Regions from separate parts of the Sus scrofa genome. Here region 1 is linked to region 2. The links are chromatin contacts, called in public HiChIP or PLAC-seq maps. All regions are on one chromosome and are shown on one strand. Each heading gives the region's core, a stretch centred on a gene start, on an enhancer-like site or on the middle of the called end of the contact. The rest is flanking DNA. Distances are from core to core; before and after follow the strand shown.

Region 1 (5,708 bases), core at 262-2,761, 210 kb after region 2:
GGCTTTGGAGAGAATGGTTGGTCAAGGAAGGCTGCTGTGGGGAGTCACTTGAAGCTGAGAACTAAAGACCTGTGAAAAAGCGGCCAGGCAGGCCAAGTGTCGATGGCTGGGCAGAAGAGGTTCTGGTGGCTGGAGTGAGTGAGCAAGAGGAGAAGGAGGGAGCAGGCTCGAAGCGGGCAGGACTGGCCCTCATGCACCGTGAGGAGGTCTTTGGATGTTATTTGCAGAGCTTTGGGTCATCATTGTAAGATCTGAGCAGAGGAGTGACATGATGGGATGGGTATCCTTAAAAGCTCACCTGGCCTCCCTTGAGGAGAACGGATCGTGGGCAGCACGTCCCAGGTCCCCCACACGGTTGGAATGTGTGGCCCTCCCCTGGTGGTATGCCCGGAACCCAGGATGAGGGCTGGGGGTAGGATGTGCGACGGGGAGGGGGCGAGCGGGAACAGGAGTGCTTCAGAGACCTGTGGCCTATTGTTCCTTGGGTTTTGTGAGCAGGATGGAAAGGCTGAGGGCCAAAGGGACAAGCAGGTCAATGACCCCAGAGTTGGAGAAATCGGTCGTGACCTGGATCTCGATCCAAAGTTCAACCCAGTTAACTTTCAACCTCCTGGGAGCTGCCTGGGGCGTCCATAGCAGGTGTTTGTATGGGACGCAGGCTGACCTGGCTGTCACGGGTGTCTCAGTGAGGAAGGAAAGAGGACGCCCTAGAGAGCCAGCCCTCTAGCAACTCCAAACCCTCCTCCCACCCTCAGTGATTGGAGGTCTCATTTGCACTTAGAAGAGGCTCCTCAAATAGAGTCCCCCATCTCGAGGGCCTGGTCACCTTGGCAGCATCAGGCCGGGTTGGGGGCAGACCACAGGTGGAACCAGCACTGGGGAATGACAGCGGAAGAAGCTGTTTGCTCCTGTCTGCTGGGGTGGAGAAGCTCTGTTTTTCTGAACCCTCATCTGTTCTTACCGCTGCTGACGCCGCCACCGCCACGGATGGGGAGAGAGGGAGGGGGGGAGAGCCTGTGCCAATTTGGCCCGCCCCTTCTGAACCTGGGCTTCTGCCACACTCCCCCGCCCCGCCTGCTCCTGCGAGCCTCCGTCTGGAGGTCACATTCAGCCCTGACGCGCCTCGCTGGGTCAGGCAGCAGGAAGATCAGCCGATCCCAGGCTCTCTGTGAGGCTGCCCAGGCACTGCTACCTGACAGGCTGGGGTCTTTGGACTCTGTCCTCAGAGTAGGGAGGTGTCAGGGGTCTGGGGACTGAGCACCGGTATTGGGCACATTGGTGCCCTAAGGAGGCGAGGACGCTGTGCTTCCTGGTGACGCCTGGCACAGGGCACCGAGCACACAGCCGACAGCTTCTCGCCACCCGCCCCCATCGGCGAAGGGCACCTCGCACGCCTGCAGCTGCGGGGGGCACGGCTCAGGGGTGGCAGCGCCGGAGGAGCCCTGGGCCACCACGGCGCGCAGCACGGAGCTGCTTCCCCGCCCTTCCCGGAGCCAGCCTCCGCCTGCCGCCCTCCCACCGCCCGGCCCCTCCCTCTTCCCCCCTCCCTCGCGCGTTGGACGAGAAGGATGTGAGGCAGAGCTGAGCCGCCAGCAGACGCCAGCCAGAAGCCTTGCGGAGCCGGCACCACGGCCGCCCAGCCTCCCGCCTCCCAGCCCGCTGCTCCCAGCTCCGATCCCTGGAGCATCCTCCAAGCCGTATGTTTCCGGAAAACTTGGCCGAGGGGGAGACGCAGATGAGAGGATGTGAGTGAGTGGCTCCGGGGAGGGGATGAGGGGGGTGCTTTGTGCCACGGTGACAGGGACCCCCCCCAGGGCCGGCGACTTGGGAGTTCTAACCCGTGAGATCTCACCGTCTTTCTCTTGGCGCCCCTTCCCCTGCCTCTGGCTGTGGGGCTGGGTCTTTTCAGGAAGGAGGGAAGTGCTTGGGTCTGTGTTTGGGGCAGGCAGGTCTTGGGGGTCTTGGCTGGCACATGCTTAGAGGTGCTCTCTCCAGGTAGACAGGGTGGGGGGGGCTTTCAGCTGCGTCTAGTCCCGGTGGTCTCCAAGGCTTGGTGGGACCTATAGAGCACCACCCTGAGCCCGGCATCCTCAGTCTGGGGTTCCCAGAACCAGAACCAGAAGGAAAACTCTCCACCCCCATCGCAGGGACCCTGGCCAGTAATATTAGGACACTCACCCTAGTCCTTCACACAGCAGTTAAAGAAACTGAGGCCCCAGAGCAGAGGGGGTGGTGGAGACCCCACAGCAGTTCTGGCCAAGGCTTCTGGACCACTCAGTCCAGTGTTCCTTCACCAGTAGTTTCGGGGGAGAGCTGGGTGACCCCCCCTGCCAAGCTCCTGCTCCAGGAGTGAGGTTAATTAGGACCCTAAACCCCCCCCCCCCGCCCGAAGCCAACTCTAAGCCGCTTCTTTATTTATGTGTTGAGTTGTAAATGTCAACCTGTGGGGGGGGTCCTGCCACCCCCTGGGCCCTCGTTCCCCTCACCCCACACCCCCCAGCAGGCCCAGATGGGAGACCCGCCCTCTCCCTACCGGGGTTCCGGCCGACGTGTTTGCCTGGGTTCTCTTGGCCCCGGCTGGGGAAATATAAATAAACGCGTCCCCGTCGTCCTCCGCCAGGTTCTGTGGAAGTGGCAGCTGCTGCTGGCGCGGGCAGAAGGAAAGGTCAGGGGGCTGGGTTACACTTGATCCCACGCCCCGGCCCTCCCCTCTGTGCCTGTCCTTGAGGAACCCTGAGGAGCTGCCGAGGAGCCACGTGGCCCCATGGCCTTCACGGGGGAGCAGGTGGCCTGTCAGTCCAGCACCACCCCCACCCCGCTGGGTCCAGAGGCGGGAGAGCAGAAAACTTGGGTTCTGATGTCCACTTGGGCCCCTGGCCCATCCTACAAGCTTGAGAGTTGCTGTGATCCCTTGAGCCTTGGTTTCCCCCGTCCTAGGGATGGGAAAACAGCCATGGCCTGGACAGCAAGGATGAGAGGGAACCTGATCTTTAAAAGGCTTTGCAAACTCCAGGTTGCTTAGCCATGTGACGTGGTGGTTTGTTGATGTTGTTTTTGCTGCTGTTTTATGACTATTAGAGCCTTGTACATAGCAAGCCGTCGGCACGTTTGAATGGACGGATGGGTGGGTGGATAGGTGGGTGGATGGATAGGTGGGTGGATGGATGAATGAATGGAAACCAGAAAATACCAACACACAGACTGTCAGCCCCTCAGGCTCCCGCACCCCTGCAAAACATCAGTCGTAACCCTCCCTGCTTGCAGCTTGATTTGATTCAAGGCAAACAGCTTCAAACTTCGTTATGGGAAATCTTTCTGTCGTCCTTACAAGTCTAGCTCTGGGGCTCAGAGGCCGCTGTGTTCCCAGCAATGTGACTCAGGCTTCGTGCCTGCTGCCCTCTGGGGGCCCAGGCCTGCCCCACAGCCCCTGGGAGGCGTGAGCCTCCTGTCCGTCCCTCCAGCGGCCGTCAGGAAGGGGCAGGCCCTACCTGCTCAGGCTGACCTGGCTGCACAAAGGCACGCAGCGGGAGATGCAAGGTGTAAATATGTAGAGGCGCCAGCCTGTGCAAGGCGTGTCTGCGTATAAGCTTTGTGGGCAGAGGGGCTGACTCTGGGCTGCTTCCGGTGCATGTGGGGGGTGCCTTTGTGCTGAGCCTGGGATTTATGGCATTGAAAATGGGAGAGAGGTTGGAGGTGCAGCTCTGACTTGAGTTTGTGGGAATGGAGGGAACTTTCTCTGACTTAGGAGGGTTTGGGATGGGGTCTGCCAATTTCTGGGTGTGTGGGGGGGGTCTTTCCACATAAGGATTCTTCGAGGCTGTGAAAGAAGCTTGTGGAGATGGGGGGGCAGGGGCTGTGGTTTGGTGGAGGGGGCAAGTCCATTCCCAGCCCCTGAATCTGCCTGGAGGCCAGGGTGGGCCTTTAGGTTTTGGCAGGGAACTTTGGGCCCTGAGGGTGCCCCGTTAACCTGGGGGCAGCATCTCCTGGCCCAGCTCACCCGCTCCTGGCCTGGACTCCACCCTCCCACCCCTGCTCACACGTTCCTTCCTTTCCCTGGCCCGGTGCGGCCGGAAAACAGTTCCGTCTCCCGAGGCCTCGTCTGCAGCTGTGAGTGAGTGTCAGTGCTGGGTCACGACAGCCAGGGGAGGAGGAGAAGTGGGGCCCCGGGCGGGGTCTGTGCCCCAGACCTCAGGCCTCAGTCCCCGGGACCCTTGACAGTGGCCTCGGCAGGGGTGCACCCAAGGCTGCACCCTCCTGCCCCTCGGGTTCCAGGAGCCTAGGCCTTTCCCATGCAGCCTGGGGAGGCCAGGCCGCCGCACTCTTCCGGTGCCTCTTGATGCCACCCCCCTCCCCCCAGTTTGTCTTTTTGGAGCCTTGGACCTCTGCAGGGAGCCTGAGGCCTGGGATCAGGGCTGCTTTCTGCCCAGGGTCTGTTGACCCTCCAGGCTGTGAGCACAGGCCCCCTTGGCTGCCCCTCACCTGCCGCCCTCTCCCCTGCAGGTCTCCTGGAACACGGCCGGAACTGGTCGGCCATCGCCCGGATGGTGGGCTCCAAGACTGTGTCCCAATGTAAGAACTTCTACTTCAACTACAAGAAGAGGCAGAACCTGGATGAGATCCTGCAGCAGCATAAGCTGAAGATGGTGAGTTCCCCCTGCACTGCCCTGCTCACCCCAGCCAGACCTGTGGGCCCAGGAGGAGGCTGAAGCTCCAGAGCCCCAGCCAGGAAGGGGTCTCCCTAACGGTTACAGGGGGTGATCTGTGCCTGAAGCATCCCTGCGGGGGTGCCGCCATGGACAGGCCCACCCTCCCGCCTCCCCACTCCCACCCCAGCACTCCTGGGGCAGACACCTCTGAGCCTCTAGTGCCTGCTTGGGGCAGGGAGGAAACCGCGCTGACTCACCAGGGATTTAGGGCTGTCAGCGCTTTGGAATGAAGACCCAGAGGCAGATGAACCCTAAGTCGGCATCTCCCCCTCCCTGTTTGAACTCACAAGCTTAGGGCCACCCCTGGGGAAGAATGGACAGGTCAGGGAGCAGCCAGCCCAGCCCTGGCCTCCAGGGGACTTGAGACGAAGCCTAGACCGTTCCCTCCCCCAGGAGCACAGAAGGGGCAGGCTCGCCTCACCGAGCATGTAAATGGTCTCCACGGAGAGGCCGCTTCCTCCACAGCTGTTACTGGGAAGCGAGGGCCATTTGGGGGCGGCCATTTTCTTTAATCTTCCCTTCCCGTCCCTCTCTCTCCCTTCCTCCCCCAGCTCTCTCTTTTTCTCTTTCTTTCCCCGTCCCCCCCACTTTGGGCACACTTATGACATGGAAGCATTGTCGCTATTTCAGATCTGGGGAAACCCAAGGCTCAGCCAGACTCATAAACAGCTGACTTGGGGTTTGAACCCACAGCTACGTGACCTCAGGACGTGTATTTCCTTCTAGTTGTGAAGGTACAGAAGGGGGAGACACACAGCTCACCGCTCCCCCAGTTCCCTCCTATCAGGCTGCCTATCCTGGGTTTAAAGCCTGTGCAGCCTGAATATGAGGGAGGCCAAATGGCTTCTCCATGCAGCCTGCCTTGGTCCAGAGGAGGCGAGCTGGCTGCTGAGGTCACACAGCATGGCCAGCAGACCAGGGACAGAATCACATTCTTTGAACTCTCTCTTGAGCTCTGTGCAGAATTGAAGGACACCCCTTTCCTAGCCTCCCAGGCATTCT
Region 2 (5,346 bases), core at 309-2,808:
AGTATCCTGTTGTATGTATGTACCACATTTTGCTTAACCCTCCATTCGTTGTTGGCCTCCTGGGTGGCTTCCATTATTTGACCATTATGAGTATTGTGCGGGCAGTTTTGTTAATTACAGCATCTTCAAAAGCATCTTCACTGATAAAATGACAGCAGTGGACCAAGTGCCAGCAAGGATTTGGAAAGACTGGGACTCTCACCCATTGCTGGTGAGGATGCAAAATGGTACAACCATTTGGGAAAATAGTTCAGCAGTTTCTTAAGCAGTTTAACCTACACCTATCATGTGATTGGGTCATTTCACTCCTAAGTATATACTAAGAGAAATGGAAACATACATCCACACAGAAACTTATATATGAACGTTCATCGCAGCTTTATTTACAAGAGCCGAAAGATGGAAACAACCCAAATGTCCATCAAGTGATGAATGGACGAATTGTGGTCTATCTGTAGGTTGGAATATTTTTCAGCTATGAAATGTATGAGGAGGAGTTCCTGTCGTGGCGCAGTGGAAAAGAATCCGACTAGGAACCATGAGGTGGCAGGTTTGATCCCTCGCCTCACTCAGTGGGTTAAGGATCTGGTGCTACCATGAGCTGTGGTGTAGGTGACAGACGCGGCTCGATCCTGTGGCTGTAGTGTAGGCTGGCAGCCGTAGCTCTGATTTGACCCCTAGCCTGGAAACCTCCATATGCCGTGAGTACGGCCCTTAAAAAAAAAAAAGTGAGGAGTTCCTGTTGTGGCCCAGAACCCAACACAGTCACTGGCCTTGTTCAATGGATTAAGGATCCAATACTGCTGCAAGGTGCAGTGTAGGTCACAGATACCGCTCGGATCCAGTGTTGCCATGTCTGTGGCGTAGGCCTCACCTATAGCTCCAATTTGAACCCTGGCCTGGGAACTTCCATATGCCACAGATTTGGCTGTAAAAAGAAAAAAAAAAGGCATGAAGTTCTGATACTTATGGTACAATATGAATGAACCTTGAAAACATGCTAAGTGAGAGAAGCCAGATACAAAAGGCCATATGTCATAGGATTCCATTTATAGGAAATGTCCCGAATCAGCAAATTCATAGAGACAGCACACTGGAGGGTGTCAGGTGCTGGCAGCGGGGAATGGGAGTGACTGCTAGGGTGTGGGCTTTCCTTTTGGGCTAATGAAAAATGTTCTGGAATTAGATAGTAGTGTAGGTTGCACAACTGTGCGAATATATTAAAACCACTGAATTGTATAGTGTGAAAAAAAAAAAGGAAGAAAAAGATGAGTACAAGCCCCAGCCCCTGCCCCAGGCCCCAGCCCTTTAAAAAAAAAAAAAATCAGTGGTTATCCTGGAAACTATCATTGCTCCCATTTTACAGATGAGAACATTGAGGCCCAGACACTCAATGACTTCATCAAGGAAATAGAGCTGGTGAGTGGGAAAAGCAGGGATTTTGAACCCAGCCTATTCTGCCTCCAAGGCCTCACTACATAGCGCCACACCCTAAGGGGCTTCCTGAGTCTTAGGCTCGCCTCTCTTGGCCACCATCTCCTCATCTGTGCAAAGGTCACGATGATTCAGAGAGGCGTGAAAGTGGCCGGCCCTTCGCTTGGCACAGAGCAGATGCATCAGTGTATTGGGTAACATGTCTCTCCTTCCTTCTCCACTCCAGGAAACAGAGAAGAGCCCAGTTCTTGGGAGGGCAGACACCGGGCCTGGGGGAGGCTGCAGCTCATCAGAGCAGCTCAGCCACCTCCCAGCACCTGTCCCCGGGCAGGGATAGAGGCCACAGCACCATGTTCCTGCTGCCAGTGTGTGGGTGTTTCCTGACACCCCCCCCCTTTTGTGCAAATACATCTCCGGTGACGTTCCCGTTGCCATGGCAAGAGGCGCCCTCTTCTATCTAGAGTGACAGTCACCACCAGGCTGGGACCAGAGCCAGCACAGCCCAAGGGCAGATTAATTCTGCCATTGCAAGTCAGACTCTGCAGGCTCTGCGCCTCTCGGGAAAGGCCAGCTGCCTGGCACCTTCCTTCTCACTGGCTGCTTCTCCCAAGGGTGGGAAAGAGGGCACGCAGGGCCTCATCCAGGGCTTCACCCTGTTTTCTGAGGAGCTCCGGATGGGGAGAGAGCAGGCTGACGCATGTTTCTGTCCCAGGGCCTCTGTTTCCAAGCTGCGTGATCTTGAGCCTCAGTTTCTTCATTGGAAAAGTGTCTGTATTGGAGTTCCCACTGTGGTGCAGTGGAAACGAATCTAACTGGAAACCATGAGGTTGGGGGTTCGATCCCTGGCCTCACTCAGTGGGTTAAGGATCCAGTGTTGCCATGAGCTATGGTGTAGGTTGCAGATGTGGCTTGGATCTTGCATTGCTGTGGCTCTGGTATAGGCCGACAGCTGTAGCTCCGATTAGACCCCTAGCCTGGGAAGCTCCACATGCTGCTAGTGTGGTCCTAAAAAGCAATAATAATAATAATAATAAATTTTTAAAAAGGAAAGTGTCTGTATCACTACCTCCCCACAGGCTTGTTTTAGGGGACACTTTGTCATTCAACCAACATTTGTTGGCCCTGACTAAATACCAGGTGCTAGGGTTAGAGCAGGGGCTGAGGCAAGGTCCCTGTCCTCCTGTGTCAGAAAAAGAAAGAACTTGAGAATTTCATCTGTGAGCCGTGCTGTGCGTGAAACCCCAAAGGAGTGACAGGGAGATGTGACTGTGACTTTAGCTTGGGGTGGGGGTGATTAGGGAAGACTTTGCTGACAAGGCAAGCCATGAGAAAACCTCGGGGCCAAGCATTCAGGGCAGAGGAACAGCACGTGCAAAGGCCCTGGGGCAGGAATGGGCTCAGACTGTTTCAGGAACAAGGAGGCCTATATGGGAGGGGAGGGCAGAAGCCAATTACACAGGGCCATGGAAGCTTCTGGGAGGAATCTAGATTTTGATCTGAGAGCAAAGGCTCTCAGCAAGTGCTAGAAGGATGTCAGCCAGGGAGAGGTAGGATCTGTTTCACATTTATTTAGTAGAGGCCTCGGCTCCTTGCCTTGGATGAGTGTATTCAAGTTTCACAAACGTGTTTCACAGGGGCCTAGCAGATCTCATTTGAATAAATCATTGACTTTCATGAAACAGACAAGTCCTCGGCCTTGAGAACGAACGTGTAGGTGGAAGTAAATTCATTCCCCTTATTGATGTTCCCTTGCTGTCAGCTCTGGTCTGGTAATGGTCTTCAACCAAAGTCTAACGGCAGCTTGGGGCTCAGAGATAATGACGCAGTCATGTTCATAGCTTCACTCTTTACAAGAGCCGAAAGGGGGAGCAACCCAGCGCCCATCAGCAGATGAATGGATAAACAGAATGTGGTCCATCCACACAGTGGAGTACGATTCAGCTTTCAAAAGGAAGACAATTCTCACATGGGCCACAACACGGGTGAACCTGGAGGACATTCTGCTGAGTGAGATAAGCCAGTCGCATAAGGACAAAGACCGTATAACTCCACTTCTTTTCCTCTTTCTTTCTTTCTGTCCTTCTTTTGGCCATGCCCCTGAACAGGCAGAACTTCCCAGGCCAGGGATCGAACCTGTGCCACAGCAGTGACCCGAACCACAACAGTGAGAAAGCTGGATCCTTATCTGCTAGGCCATCAGGAAACTCCTGAAAACAATGTTTTAAAATTTTATCTTCTAGGAGTTCCCATCGTGGCGCAATGGTTAACAAATCCGACTAGGAACCATGAGGTTGTGGGTTCCATCCCTGCCCTTGCTCAGTGGGTTGGGGATCTGGCATTGCTGTGAGCTGTGGTGTAGGTCGCAGACACGGCTCAGATCCCACATTGCTGTGGCTCTGGCGTAGGCCGGCGGCTACAGCTCCAATTCAACCCCTAGCCTGGGAACCTCCATATGCCATGGGAGCAGCCCTAGAAAAGGCAGAAAGACAAAATAAATAAATAAATAAATAAATAAATAAATAAATAAATAAATAAATAAATAAAATAAAATAAAATAAAATTCCATCTTCTAATTATTTATTGCCAGTAGGTACAATTGATTTTTGTATGCTGACATTACATTTTATAGCTCTTCTAAATTCACTGGGTAACTCTAATTTATGTAAAGATTATTTCAGATTTTCTATAAGTAATCTCGTTATCTATGAATAATAATCTTTTTTTCCCCTTTTCCCATCCCAGCAGCCTCCTTTTTTTTTTTTTTTTTTTTGGCCATGCTGGCAGCATGTGGAATTTCCTAGGCGAGGGATCAAATCTGTGCTGCAGCAATGATAACACCAGGCCCTTAACAGCTTGGCCCCCAGGAAACTCCCATATGACTCCATCTACATGCAGTACCTGGAGTAGTTAAATTCATGGAGAAAGAACCCCCTGGGTTCCGGGGTCAGAGGGGGTATGAAGAGCTGGTGTTTAATGGGGCCAGAGCTTCAACTTGGGAAAATGAAAAAAAGCTCTGGAGGTGGAAGGAGGTGATGGTTGTACAACAATGTGAATGTGTTTAATGCCACTGAACCGGACACTCAAAAATGGTAAAATTGGAGTTCCCTGGTGGCACGGCAAGTGAAGGATCTGGTGTTGTCACTGCAGTGGCACAGGTTGCTGCAGTAGCTTGGGTTTGATCCCTGGCCCGGGAAATTCCACATATGGCCAGTAAGTAAATAAATAAAAAAAATAAAAATAACAAACAGTAAAATGGTGAATGTTAGGTTCCATATATTTAACCATAATTTTAAAAGAGGCATTTGGATGCAAACTATAACATTTGGAATGAATGGGCAATGAAATCCTATTGTACCGCACAGGGAACTGCATGTGACTGGGTTACTTCGCTATACAATGGAAATTGAAGAAACATCATAAATCAACTTTTTTTTTTTTTTTCGGTCTTATGAGGACCATTATGGAGGTTCCCAGGCTAAGGGACCAATCGGAGCTGTAGCCACTGGCTTATGCCACAGCCACAGCAACGCCAGATCTGAGCCTTATCTTCGACCTACACCACAGCTCATGGCAACACTGGATCCTTAACCCACTGAGCAAGGCCAGGGATCAAACCTGTATCCTCATGGATCCTAGTCAGATTTGTTTCCACTGAGCCACAATGGGAACTTTTCAACTGTACTTTAATTAAAAAAAAAAGAAGAAGAAGAAAATAAAAAGAGGGAGCCCAAAGAGACGTGAAGAGCATGCAAATTGTGGATTAAACTTTCTTGACCAGAAATGACTAAGGGTGTATTTTTTTTTTCCTGCTCTGCTTTTCTGGGTCTGCAGCAATGCTAACCCAGCACCACGTGGAGGTGTTAGGTCAACCACTTGGGGTGGGGGTGGGGGGTTCAGCATTATCGTGACTGA

What was found. HiChIP or PLAC-seq counts read pairs in DNA pulled down with a chosen protein or histone mark.
Region 1: an H3K27ac HiChIP or PLAC-seq map of skeletal muscle shows a contact between it and region 2. The contact joins two enhancer-like sites. A contact is called at or near these places in 2 of 2 datasets of contacts at active chromatin or transcription factors (alveolar macrophages and skeletal muscle).

The regions. Positions count from the first base shown.
Region 1 is chr14:28,758,345-28,764,052 of Sscrofa11.1, forward strand. NCOR2 (nuclear receptor corepressor 2) reads left to right here. Exons shown (of 49, transcript NM_001044576.1): 19 at 4,501-4,643. Among named protein-coding and RNA genes, the nearest start is that of RFLNA, 80 kb to the right of the region's middle. Within about 2 kb of position 1,512, at least 63 of the 83 cell types and tissues checked have an H3K27ac peak or open chromatin away from gene starts, as enhancers often do. A contact at or near this core is called in alveolar macrophages and skeletal muscle, where this site is marked.
Region 2 is chr14:28,544,088-28,549,433 of Sscrofa11.1, forward strand. No RefSeq gene overlaps it. Among named protein-coding and RNA genes, the nearest start is that of NCOR2, 96 kb to the right of the region's middle. Within about 2 kb of position 1,559, at least 41 of the 83 cell types and tissues checked have an H3K27ac peak or open chromatin away from gene starts, as enhancers often do. A contact at or near this core is called in alveolar macrophages and skeletal muscle, where this site is marked.